Linked DNA regions of Oryctolagus cuniculus: region 2 is linked to region 1. A link is a contact called in public Hi-C data. All regions are on one chromosome and are shown on one strand. Each heading gives the region's core, a stretch centred on a gene start, on an enhancer-like site or on the middle of the called end of the contact. The rest is flanking DNA. Distances are from core to core; before and after follow the strand shown. Region 1 overlaps CUBN (cubilin). Region 2 overlaps VIM (vimentin).

What was found. Hi-C and Micro-C count contacts between places; a contact is called where the count stands out from the background.
Region 2: a contact with region 1 is called in a Hi-C map of an unstated tissue, with 2.4 times the contacts expected there. The contact joins two enhancer-like sites. A contact is called at or near these places in 3 of 6 Hi-C or Micro-C datasets (embryonic fibroblasts, psoas muscle and an unstated tissue).

Annotation. Positions count from the first base shown.
Region 1 is chr13:43,148,003-43,154,731 of mOryCun1.1, forward strand. The region is part of intron 27 of CUBN (cubilin); the gene reads right to left. LOC127483446 (a long non-coding RNA gene) reads left to right here. Exons shown (of 3, transcript XR_007909672.2): 1 at 1-1,994; 2 at 6,492-6,669. Among named protein-coding and RNA genes, the nearest start is that of CUBN, 110 kb to the right of the region's middle. Within about 2 kb of position 1,874, at least 6 of the 8 cell types and tissues checked have an H3K27ac peak or open chromatin away from gene starts, as enhancers often do.
Region 2 is chr13:43,367,467-43,374,368 of mOryCun1.1, forward strand. It overlaps VIM (vimentin), which reads left to right. Exons shown (of 9, transcript XM_002717420.5): 1 at 1-4,223; 2 at 4,871-4,931. The coding sequence starts at 3,661. Among named protein-coding and RNA genes, the nearest start is that of VIM, 4.1 kb to the left of the region's middle. Within about 2 kb of position 2,780, at least 7 of the 8 cell types and tissues checked have an H3K27ac peak or open chromatin away from gene starts, as enhancers often do.

The DNA.
Region 1 (6,729 bases), core at 624-3,123:
TCTCTGTGTGTGTGTGTGTGAGTGTGTGTTTTCATGTGTTTGTGGGCAAATGTATAACCTGGATTCAATAAATTCCAAACTGATGCAATTATTTTTATTTACTGAAATGTGATGATATAAAATATTGTTGGACATATATTGGTGTGAACGTAGACAGCTTTAAAGCCAGATTTTACAAAGCATCCCTATGCAGCTTCCCTAATCTCTATAGTCAGCCATAAATTAGTTTTCCTTTGAAAGCTCTCAGCTTTTCATTGGCACTTCTTTTGTGGAAATAGTCACAATCCCTGTGCATTCTAGTTACAGGCACTGCGTCTTATCTCCCCTACTATTGTGAGCTTCCTCAGAGCACAGACCTACCTCTGTCCCCTCCCTTCCTGCCTAGAGCTGGGCTTTAATGAGAGCAGGTTCCCAACACATCCTCAATGAAAGAACACAATGACTTCCACAGCTGCATTTATTCTGATAGGACCGAGTAGCACTGCTAAACTCTGTAGAGATAGGCAGATCTTAAAGTCAGAGTTCTAAACTTGTACTTGCTCTTTTTTGGCAGTAAATGGTTTGGGTTCTTTGTGGCAATTCTTTAGAAGGTGGAATCAGGTAGAGCCTAGCTGAAAGTCATAATAAAGCACAGACTTCTCGATCTTGGCCTGTCTCATTGAGCCCTCGAATTGGCTGCTCATCATATTTCTGCACTTGTGAGATCTCAGAGAAGATCAGCTGACATTTAGAGAGAAGCCCAGAAGCCCATTATATCCTTCACTCTTAAGTACTCAACCTCAGCATTTTAAACAAATGAATACAGATGAGGTTTATTTTTCAGGCTTAACACATTAGCTTCCTAAAAAAAAAAAACAAAAAAAACCCTGCTCTTTTAAATGTGTATACTTATTATCAAGTTTCTAATATTCTACATTTTTGACAGGAAACACAATGAGGAAGGGAGAATGAGAGAAAGTATAAAAGAACATAAAAAGAGGGAACAAGAACAAAAGCCCTTCACCCAGATCTCAAGTCCCCACTCAAACACAGAGAGTCAAAGGGGTGGGAGAGGAGGTACTGTCACAAGCTGTGTGCACCTAAACCACTATTCAGCTTCTTTAGATTAATTTTCAGGTATGAAATCTTCTTCAAAATTAGTTAATACAAAAATAAAGCAACTGTCCCCAAGTAGAGGTATAATAAACAAGAAAACATTCTACTATCTTCCACACTAAAAGGGCTATTCCTCAGTCTGGATTGTAGTGTAGTGACCAAAGCTTAAATTATTTCATCTTTATCCAACACAACCTAAGGTAAAATTTCTCTACACCACAATCACCGTTAGCTTGGAGGATCTCAAACACTAGGCAGCAACATGCTGAGGAATCTACACAGTCCCACAATATAGTACACTTTTGCCTCTCAGTTTAGCAAGGTTAGAAGATGGGACACTTTCACATGACTTAAAGAGCTTTGTTTTTTCCCTTCCTTCCGGATGAGATTACTTCATCCAAGTAATCCCAGAGGCTCGGCGGTGTTAAATAACACATTGTGAGAGCATGGGGGTGGAGGACAATGGCAGTGGGTTTGGGGAAGCACTGATGAATGACAGTCGCTTTATCCTTTGAAGAGGATGTTATACTGAACATCAAATAGACATTTATGAAAATGCTCTAGTGTCAAATAAATCCATAAATTAATTAGTATAGAACAATGCCTTAATCAGGAAAAACACCCATGCCCCTAGTGTTTTGTCCTTTTAACATTGACACTTAATTAAATCAGTTTTTGTTTATATTCAGATGACCAACGTCACCTCTACAATTCATTCCCGCTTAAATTTACCACACAAAAAGGAACAGTCATTTTTCAAAGTACACAAATACTGGTTGCCATGGAAACAAGTTGGTGCCTTGCTGCTCCTGATTCTGTTTTCAGAGCAGAATCTTAACCACAGGACATTCCAGCTGTGACTCATTGAGACTACTGGCAAGCATGCTAGCCTGGATCTGGTAAAAGTATGATTTCTGCAGCTTTTAGTGAGCCTAAAGATCTACTCAATATAGTATAAAAGAAATCAGTAGAAACTAATAGGGGAAGGATTGAGATTCTCACTCCTTGAACAAGCAGATCTAATTTGTATAACTGTGCTTAGAGGTTTTTTCTTTTTTTTTTTTTTTAATACCTAGGACAAAGCTTACACTTTTAAGCTAGCCATTCACTCTATCTTCAAATGTAGATATTTGTATATTGCAAACCCTCCCATGAAGAATCTTTTCATTTATTCTCTTAATGAGACTATTCATTTAGAATCTGTGTGGTTTAGCTCTCCCAACACCCAATCTGCACTGAAATATCTCAACCACTCCTGAGACACGCAAAGAGGAAGGAAATCTCTTGCCTAAGCCACATTTACCAATTTCTGTCTACTTCCTTTGCATGGGTTTGATCACTTGGCACAAATGTAGTATGTTAGATCATTAGTGACTTCAGGCTCCAGCTGCCACATGAAATGATCAGTGAAGTTCGAAATGCTAAGGACCCAAACCACATCAGAGACAGAAAACTGAAGATTTATTAAGCATGGTCAGACGCTGATGCAGCTAGTCCAAGTCTCATAAGTTTAAATGTTTTGCAGGTACATTAGGAATCACTGGAAGCCAAGTTTTAAGTGAACAGAGACCCAAATCCGGCTAAACGGTACCTTAGCTGTTCTTTAGAAAGGAGTCAACTCTATAAACTGCAAAAACTTTTAATAGTGGCCAGCGTTGTGGCATAGCAGGTTAAGCCGTCACCTGCAACGCCCGGCATCCCATATGGGAGCCTATTCGAGTCCTGGCTGCTCCACTTCCCAACCAACTCTCTGCTAATGTGCCTGGGAAAGCAGCAGAAGATGGCCCAAATACTTGGGCCCCTGTACCCATGTGGTAGACCCGGATGAAGCGCCTGGTCCAGTCCCCCATGCTGCTGTGACCACTTTGGGAGAGAATCAGTGAATGGAAGTTCTCTTTCTGTGTATCTTCCACTTTCCCTATAATTCTGCCTTTTAAATAAATCTTAACAAAAAATACTTTAATAGAAATGACCTTTGAAAGGCTCTCCTTGTTGCTTACTTGCTTTATGATTTTAAAAATGTGTAGGTATAATGAATAAAAATTATAATTATCTCCTATATAGAAGCAAGGGATGTATAGATTGGCTATTTTTCTAAACCAATTTCAAACTCATACTGAGTGACTCTCAGTCCTTTTTATTTAAGATTGTCATTGAACTCATACTTTTTCTAAGTACTCTTTTCCTTATTGAAGTTTTTCTGGAATAAAATTACTTTTTTTAAATGAAGAATTAACTTGAAGAATTAATTAAATGTAGTACATACTGAGAAAGTGAATCAGGATTTTCTTTTGGATGAATCATTAAAATAGGAGTAACTTCTGGGGAAAAAAATTCTGTTCATTTCCTGTTACAAATCTTTGAAATTTTACAAGAAAACTTCATCCTTTAGAGTTTAATATGTCACTGAAATAATTCATCTGCTGTCAGGGGAGAATTTTAGTGTAGTAGAGAATCCCCTACCCTTTGTAGAGGAAAAAAAAATCTGCCATTTATAAAGAATGTGCCAAATTTAGGAGAATGATTCCGATTGAGTTCACAGAGAGGATTTTTGAAGTCAGTGTCTTTAGTAGAAAATTATATTTCAACAAGAAGCAGAAAAGTCATTTTATTATAGAAACATACTAAGGAAAGTCAATGTGGTCAGAGGCAGGCTCTGGATTCACAGTCCAGCTCTAATATTTGATTGGAACATAATCATATAAAAATTACTTAACTCCTCTGAACTAAATTTCATATATAACTCTGACATTGTAGCAGCACTTATTTCATAAAGTTGTTGTAAATAACAAATCAGACAAACGACATAATCAGTCTAGTATGAAGCTTGGCATGTAAAAAGTACTCAGAGTGTTAGTCTAACTCCTGGGCAGAGGCAAAGAAAACCAACATCTTTTCCAAATAAACCACCCCCAAAATAGCTTTGAGAAAAGAAATATGATGGCCAGAAAGGACAGGAGCTGACTCACATAAAACATTTCACAGAAACCATCACAGGCGGGGCAGTTGTGGAAGCAATGAATCAAAGGAGAAGATGGAGGGCCATTGCTTGCAATGTGTTGCTATGGCAACCTGGTTATGTGTGAAGGCTGAGGTCGCAGAACCCAATGGCTATCATTGCATGTGAGGTGACGCATGGTGTGTGTGTTGGGGGTAGAGCAAGGATGGCAGCGGATGGGAGCAAAAAGAGAGTTCGGAAACGAGAGACTGTAGGGGCAGCTGTGGAAATGAATAAGTCAAGTCAATTGGCAAGAGAAGTGGCTTTACAGGATAAAGTGAAAAGTGTTGTTCCAACTGCAGCCTCCTCTTCCCTTTCTGTCCTGTCCTGCCCTGTGGCTCTAGCTAGTTGGCCTGGGGGGGAGGGCAGGAGAATTCTAGATGTGCCTGCTCAGATCTTCCCCACTGCAGAAACAACACTAGCAAGATCTATGGAGCTACCTCAGCAGAGCAATTATTAAGAAAGTTGTGCTGAACTTCACATCACATATGTGCTGGATAAACTTGCAACTTTTGCAGCTTACTTTAAATGTTAAGAACTTTGAAATGCTCCTGTAACAACCGCAGGAACTGACAATGAGTAGGGTGCAGGGCTCCACTTGTGAATGAGAAAAGCACAGGGAGGTAAATATGCAATCAAATTGTGGGGGATAACAGGCAAATGTTGATGGCAAGGCTGATAATCTGCTAGACCCAAGACAGCGCCACGATAACCCTCAGGAGGTTAAGTCCCCCCTGCCCCCCCATTAAACACATGCCACTCACAGTGCACGCCACACGTAGGCACACACACATCTCAGAGACAAGAAAAGCCAGACTGCAATGGGCTGACAGGGTGAGGCAGGAAATACGAAATGCCCATGTAAAATGAACAATTACTCATAATGCTGGGCTTTGCATGAGAGCAAGAAACCCAAGGAAAGACCACATTCTGAGTTATTTGGTGTCACTGAATTAGAGGTCTGTCTCAAACACTGACCACAGAGTCCCCCTTCTACGTAGTAGTTAGTAGCTGGGCTCTCTTGCTAACGCATTTGCATTTTCTGTCTACTTTCTCTATGTTATTCATATTAGAAGCCTCCAAGGCTGATCTGGGTCTCTTCGTTTTTCAAATCATTATATAATTACAGAAGTGGGCAAACATTTAACCCTAAAGATGTTTCTCTCAGAATTGTTTATCATAGTGAAAATCTGAAAGATCTTAAGTATTCCACAATAGGAACTAGCAGCTGATTTGTGATGAGTGATATTTATGTGATATAATAAAGAACACAGGGAAACATTCCAAAGCTATCACTGGGTAGAAAAAAGTCATTACAGGGCAGTATGTCAAAATAATCTCCTTTAAATATTAAAGTAAAATAAACGTACAAAGAGAGATTATGGGAAACAAATACCACTGAATATTATTAGTAGTGTATAATTGAAGTTCCTTTTATTTCATTGATGCTTTTCTATACTTTCTCAATATCCTGCAATAATTACATATTCCTGTGTGGTCAGTTAAACCTATTTTTAAACTACTAATTTTGGGGACCTATGATGTAGCAATGTAGACATGCATTCGTAATATTTTTCCAATTCCAGATTTTCATACTTTCCTAGGTTTTCAGATACCCAACAGGCCTGCTAAAACATTATCTATTTCCATCATTGTTTTTATGTAGGTCAAGATTATACCGGAAAATTAGTTTACTACAATATTATTATATGAGGTAATCTGCTCCAGCATTAATTTAAGACCATAATTTGTATTTAATGTTTCTTTTTATGGTAACTAGGTTTTTATTATTAATTAGACTAATTCTTTATTAAAAAGTCATTTCTTCAGATGTTGAGGGACTAAAGATTTCATATAAACATAAGTTTTGATAGTCACTGATGGAACAATAAATGCCTAATGTCCTCCATGGTGGCAAGGGAAATGCTTTGAAAGCCAAGCAAACTTTCCCGTGTATGTGTGAGCACTAATTCCATCAACTGCAGGCTCCCCTCTGCCAACCGTCCTGTTACAGTGAAATACTAATCATTTGTTGTTATTATAATTCTATCCCTTGAAAGCCTCACCATCTGCTACAGATGGACCCAGAAACAGAGAAGAATCTGGCTCATAGAACAAAATGAAAAAATAGAACCTTGAGCTAGAAGAACCTACACACTGGCATCCAGGCTCTTCCCCAAGTCAGTGAGAGCAGGAAGAGAAAGCCTGTTATGTAAATGGTCAATGTAAGACTAGACAATGCAGAGATGTCATGTTTTTTTAAATGAAATGTTGCAATTAGAAATCTTTCTCCTTAAAACAAAAAGTGGAAGAATCAATAGATTTAGCCAAATGCCACAACTCTGATGACCAGTTTGTAAAAGTTAGCATCGTGATCAATGCTTTCTTATCCCCTCAGTGTCCCTGTTAGATGGTCCCTATGGTGGAAGAGACCATATGTGCAAATGCTGCCTTTGTCCTGATGAACAAAGCAAGGCGAGGACAACCAGGAAAGGAGGCTCGGAGAGAACAACTTCAAGCTCCGAGCATCCAACAGAGTTTCTACTGGCTGAAGGGTAGTTTGGATATGATCACAGGTTTGATACTTAGTCATTCTGAATCTGTCCTTCATGTTCGTGAGACACACAGACTTTCTT
Region 2 (6,902 bases), core at 1,530-4,029, 220 kb after region 1:
ATTAGTATCTTTATTATTGTGCCATTTAGGTTTTGCAACAGTTTTCACCCTCTCACTTCATCTACCTTCTTGCTTTCAACACTTCACCCAGACAGTCCTGCTGTGGCATAGCCACCATTCCCAAAGCCTCCACAGGCCACTAAGCTCCTGTGCACACGGCTGGCTGGGCTGTCAGTTCACATCAACCAGTCCAACTGACATCGCCAGAGCTTGCAAATTCCAAAATCACTGCTAGAACTCCAAATGTAGTCGTGTTTATGCCTGGCCTACAAATCATACCACCGTGTCCTTATTCATGCACCACTTGCATCATGCAATGTTTAAACCAGATTCATGATCCAGCACTCAAAAATACTTCTCAGATTTTTCTGGCAAAAAAAAAAAATACAAAAATTGAGAAATCTATGTCTGTGTACAGGTTGCTTTCAAAAGTTAACTAAGACCATAGATAATAGAGACAGCAGGATACATTATCAAGCTCAAGGATGTGAGTTCAGACATAACGAATCCTAACTGATGACTTCTTATTGAGGCATAGGGCTAGGCATGGATATGTTATCTCAGTGTGAATTCTTTCCAAAGTCTCCCGCATTCTACATGAGTGAGTGAAAGTGTTTCTGTAACTCTCATCTTTCAGCATTCTGCAGTCTACCTCCAATTATGGCGATTTCTCACAGGGAGGACAAATTGGGTACTGCACATGTGTATAGGTGTGTGTATATATCAGGGTGCCTAAAAATATTTGTGGAAAATAGAATTAAAAATCAGTTTATATTGGGGCAAAAAACTTGAAATTATGCACACAAAGAGTCTTCAGAATGTTCACAGGAAATGTACCTAGTGAAAAAATTTGCATGGATTTCAACATTTTCTGCACAAAAATAAACTTACCTTTTAATTCCACTTTCTGTGAACTTTCTGAAGTATCTTTGGTACTATATATATGTATATATATATATATATGCTTGACATATATTATATATAATTACATATACTACATGGGATATATAAATCTAACAGCTGTGGCCATACCCCCAGGCTTACCATAGCCCTGAGACTACAGAATGGTGACAGGCTAGAAAGAAGTAGCACCCCTAGAGGATGAAGAGGATGAAAGCCTGCCCCAGAACCACCACTGCCCTGCGGAATGTGCTGTGGGTGCAGGCGGGGCCCGTGGCCACACCACACCACAGCCTTGCCCTCATTTTCCATAGTGAGTCAGTCATCAAGTGGCCCCTGACCGCGCCACCGCATTGCACTGGGATCAGCATTTCACGCAGGGGGAAGGTCCAGCCTCTCCTCTCCCCAAAGGGAGGTGACTTGCCATTCAAAGGGTTGCAGGCAAACTTACAATGGTGACATTTGCTGAGCAGTGGCTTGAATAAAGGGCCCTCAGAAAGGCAAGACCTTAACGTGGAACATAGGCTAGTCCCAGGAATGCCCCTCAGCCTCCAGTGAATAAGGGAACAAAGGACAGCCACAGCAGGAGAGCTGGCCTTAGAGGGTCCTGTGGCAGGTCCTTGGCAGTGCCATTCACCAGGACTCACTGAGATGAGGTAAACTAAACATTGCTCAAAGAGGTTTGTACAAAAAAGGCTATGCTACACCCTTCAATTGCCACCACATGCTTTTTCTTAAATGCCAGGTGATTTCCAGTACCCGGTCCCCACCCAAAGAGGGTGCAGGAATCTGTTTCCTGTACAATCAATTTACAGAGGTTCTGCAGTTCACCGGTTCGGTACTCCCTAAGTATTCCAGATACTCCGACACCTGTGGTTCTTCAATTGCTGCTTCATCAAAAGAACACTGGCTTGCCTGTCCCTCCATCTCGTGTGTGTGTGTGTGTGTGTGTGTGTGAGAGAGAGAGAGAGAGAGAGACGACTCAATTCCACGTAACTAACAGTGAAACAATAGCCTCTGAGTTCAGCGGTTTCCCCAGAGAGGTTAAAGCGGCTACATCGGAACATTCCCTCCGTGTCCTGATCTCCAAGTTTTTTTTTGTCCTCTAGACAAAAGGCTTCCCCAGCTCCAAGTCCAATCCCACGAATTCCTCTGGAAAACAGGACCTGAGACATTTCCCGAACAATGCACTGGAACCCTGCACTATGCATCGCTAAAATTAACACATACATTCGGTCATTTGAGTTGTATAATTGCCTTTCACTTGAACTCACGAGTCAAAGTGGAGTTTTTAAGCAGCGCCTAATTAATTCTTTCATTGGCTCCCACGTCACCTATAACGACTTCCACCCGCAGAAAAACTGGTGAGCACTGAATTCGGTTGTGCAACTACGGACTCGAGTTTCCTCTTTCACCCAGAACTTCGAGATCCTGTTCAGAGTCGGGTGTGGCCTCACAGTAGGGGCGGGGGGAGGAAGGGGGCGGACGAAAGGAGCCCGGGCGGGCGAGGGCGGCAGGGAACCGTGCAAAGCCAGGTCTTCAACCAGCGCCTTCAAGAGCGCCCAGACCCATGCCTGGTGACGCTCCAAGGGCTGCAGAAGTTTCTCACGAGCGAGAAGTTCGCAGCCTGGGAGCAAAGCCAGACTTCGGCGAGTTCTGAAAAACTTAGGGGCGCTCTTGTGCCCCCAGCCCGGGCCGCACACATCAAAGCGGAGGCCCAGCTCCAAATCAGTGGAGATTGGAGCGATAAGTGCGCGCGGGGCCCGCGGAAACTTGAGTCAAGCTCGTCTAACGGTTTCCCCTGAACCGCTAGGTGCCCTACCCCTCGGCGGGGTGCTGTGAGTCACCGCCCGTGACTCAGCGACCCCACCCTTCTCCCCTGGGCTTCCCTCGGCCGCCGCCTCGCAGCTCGGCCGTCCCAAGCTGGACTGAGCCCCTGAGTCCCTGGACGAGACCGGGCCGGAGCCCCCTAAAGAGGACACACTGAGAAGCGTCGCGCGCAGAGGAGCCCGCCCTTGCAAACAGGCGGTGCCCGAGGCTGCGCGAAGCCCCGCGCTGCGTCTCTGGCTGTGTGCGCCCCCACCCCGCGCTCCAATCTCGGGCGCTCTTTGTCTCTTTCTCCTCCGCGCCTGGCGATCTGCTGGATCCCTTACTCCCCCTGTTCATGCCCCTTGCCCGCAGGTCTCCCCATCCAGAGGCTCCCAAACCGCAGCAATCCAGGCGCCACGCACCGCTCCCGCCCGCGCGCCTCCTCCCACGCCCCCTGGGCCGGGTGCCCGGGACCCTTTTGGTCCAGATCCAAGCGGATCCCCACACCCACCACGGCGCAACCCCGCCTTCATTAACATCCTGGGATGAAAAAGAGTTCCGGCCATCCTGAGGAAAGCCCCAGAAAGTCTCAGCGTAGCCCAGCCCAGCCCACGAAGTAACGGGACGTGGCCCAGGCCAGAGCCTCAGACTGGGAAGGCTCCAGGGCGCCCCCGCCCCAAGCCCCGGCCCACCCTTCCCACTTCTCGCCGGGTCCCCATTGGCTGGCGCTCACGGCGGCTAGGATGGCAGTGGGAGGGGACCCTCTTTCCTAACCGGGTTATAAAAACAGCGCCCTCGACGGGGTCCCGTCCTCTGCCACTCTCGCTCCGAGGTCCCCGCGCCAGAGACGCAGCAGCGCTTCCACCGCCCACACCCACCGCGCCCTCGCTCTCTTCTCGGAGCCCGTCCGCGCCGCCGCAGCCGCCCAGCCCACCACCGCCCTTTGCAGCCATGTCCACTAGGTCCGTGTCCTCGTCCTCCTACCGCAGGATGTTCGGCGGCCCGGGCACCGCCAGCCGGCCGAGCTCCAGCCGGAGCTACGTGACCACGTCCACCCGCACCTACAGCCTGGGCAGCGCGCTGCGCCCCACCAACAGCCGCAGCCTCTTCTCCTCGGGGTCGGGGACCGCGTACGTCACGCGCTCCTCGGCGGGGCGCCTGCGGAGCAGTGTGCCCGGCGTGCGGCTGCTGCAGGACTCGGTGGATTTCTCCCTGGCCGACGCCATCAACACCGAGTTCAGGAACACCCGCACCAACGAGAAGGTGGAGCTGCAGGAGCTGAATGACCGCTTCGCCAACTACATCGACAAGGTGCGCTTCCTGGAACAGCAGAACAAGATCCTTCTGGCCGAGCTCGAGCAACTCAAGGGCCAGGGCAAGTCCCGCCTGGGGGACCTCTACGAGGAGGAGATGCGGGAGCTGCGCCGGCAGGTGGACCAGCTCACCAACGACAAGGCCCGCGTCGAGGTGGAGCGCGACAACCTGGCCGAAGACATCATGCGGCTCCGGGAGAAGTAAGGCTTGCGGGGCCCCGGGAGGGAGCTGGGACCGGGCCCCCCCGAGAGGGCTGCCACGCCCTTGGGGCGTTGGCCGGGGCGGCTGCAGCCTAGGGGACTGCAGGGGCGCGGCAATGTGGCTGCGGCGGCGCAGCCCCGCCCTGAACCCGAGCCGTGCGGTTAGCATTTCCCTTACCCATAACCCAAGTAGGTCCGTTTCAAGTTAAGAGATTTCTTAAAACGACCGCTTTGTGCGTGCTCGAAGGCCCTTGGGCACGACCGAAGCGACGGGCCCAAACTTTCAGAAAGTTTCCCGGCCCCTGCTGGCACGCTGCCAGTCCCCAGGCGGGAGGAGGAGGGGGAGGCTGCGGAGGAAGCAAGACAAAGGGATGGCCGAGGGTCCCCAGGGGCGGGGCGGCGGCTGCCACTGGCATCGCCTTTCCACGCCGGGCCGCCCCAGGTCCCGCGAAAACCCGCCGGGGAGAGTGGTGCCGAAGGCTGCGGTCGCTCGTCTGCTGCCCGCTGGGGTGGCGCCGTGGCTCGTGGCTCGCGGCTCGCGGCTCGGGACTCGCGACTCGCGGTCGGGCGACGTGGTGGCTGGGTGTGGCCGCCCCGCCCCCGGCGGTTTCCCGGTTCCTCTTTGGCTGACGAGCAATTGTTTTCAGGTTGCAGGAGGAGATGCTGCAGAGAGAGGAAGCCGAGAGCACCCTGCAGTCTTTCAGACAGGTTTGTGGACTCCCTCCCCCCCCCCCCCCAAGGCGGCCTCAGGGCCACACCCAGCCACCCCGCCGGCCCGCTCTCAAAGTTTCTAACTTTTCAGTCTATAAGCGCAAAACTTCACATCTGTGCGCAAAGCCCCCTAGCGGCGGCAAGACCACGGCTTAGAGCCTCTCAGTAAAAAAAACCCTTGAATGATTTCCTTAGTTGCTTAGGACATAAAGTCTTTTATACTTTTTTGTTTTGTTTTGTTTCAACAGTTATTTTCCCCCCAAGACATATTTTTTCATATCATTTTTGCAACACATTAACATTCGGATTGCGAACAGTTACAGTTTGGCTTAGATTCTGGTTTGCTAAAGCCAAGCTGGTTGACTTTTTACAAGGCCACAAAAAGCGCAGTTAGGCCCTGTGGCTTCCAATGTAAAATGTGTTGGAGGATGAGACGCTGGCATGCAGCCAGTAGGCTGCTTCCCTGCTCTGCAAGTCTATTGTGGCGTTCAAGTTAGGTGGAAGTTATCACTAGGCACAGCCATCTGCGCGCTCAGCTGAAGGGTGTTAGTGGTTCCCATGGGCTTCACCAGGAATGTAGATACAGACGTGCTGGCAAATGTGGTGGCCCTAGACAGACATAATAGGAGTCTTTGTGTTCCCAGAACAGCTTTGCTGCAGGCTACATTCTCATTGAGAATGTAGTGATGTAAGCACAGTTCTCATTGGACAGAAGTATTTGCCAACATCAGCTACCTACTCTCTGGCCCAGACTTGGGAAGGCTGCGATGTGAAACCTTGCACACGCTACAGTCATTCTTTGTGTTTTGAAAGACCTGTATGGGGGTCTTTGACACTATCTCCATCAACAAAAATAACTGCAGAGTGTTTTTTTTTTTTTTTTTTTTTGGCTCTAAAGTTAGATGGACTTAAAGGAATTTTAACTTACAATTGGAATCCTAAAACAGGAAGATCCCCATCATGGCTTGGTTCTCTGGAACATTCACTGGGGTTGGCTACCAAACACACTCAGGTGAACAGTCTAGGATAACATTTTGAAGATTTGCCTCATTAATCGAAACACAGCAATGTGTGGTTGCTGCCTCTGATCACTGTTCCTGATTTTTACCCCCATAACATGATATAATAGATCCCCCGTTGAGGAAAAAAATAAGGGAAAAAATCCTCATTCTCTTCAATGATATAAGAAGTAAAATATCTATATTTTCCTGTGCTTAACAAGAAGCAAAAACACTAATTTTTTCCAAGTTGGGTCTTTTTATTATCACTCACTCCTTATTCACTTTTGCATGATGGTTTTAGAAGTGTCTCAACATTTTAAGACTAGAAAACTGTAAACTGGACCCCAAATGTAGTTGCTTATAAGAGAAGGGGTATAAGGACCTAACTTAGCACATTCCCTTGAGTGGAAATGAAATCCTAACTGCAAGATCACACATTTTTAATTGGAATGTAGAAGGAGAGCAAGAGCTGCAAAGATTCTTACATGCAAGCATTTGACCATTCTGAAACAGGTTAAGGAACTGAATCAACACCGGGCAAGTACAAAGACGGACACGCCCTTAAAGGACAAGTCAGGGAGTTTCAGAATAGTCCACCAGAGAAAGCAAAGCGAATATAGTTCAAATTTCTATTCCTTAATTGCCTAAACTGCACCTTTGTGAAGGCACACCCTGAATTCAGCATTGGGTGGCTACTTGGTATAAATCTAGCCTTGCAATTAACCATGTAGTTGCTTTGAAGAAAGAAAAAGAACTTACAGATATGCCAAAACTTTTTAAAAATTAATTAATTTGAGAGACAGGGAGGGAGAGGGAGAGAATTCCCATCCCTTAGTTCACTCCCCAAATCCCCTGAATGGCCAGGGCTGGCCCTGGCTGACGCTGGGAGCTGGGAACTCATTTCAGGGTTTCCACACGAGCAGCAGGAACCCACTTATTCTGCACCATTACTGCTGCCTCCCATTAG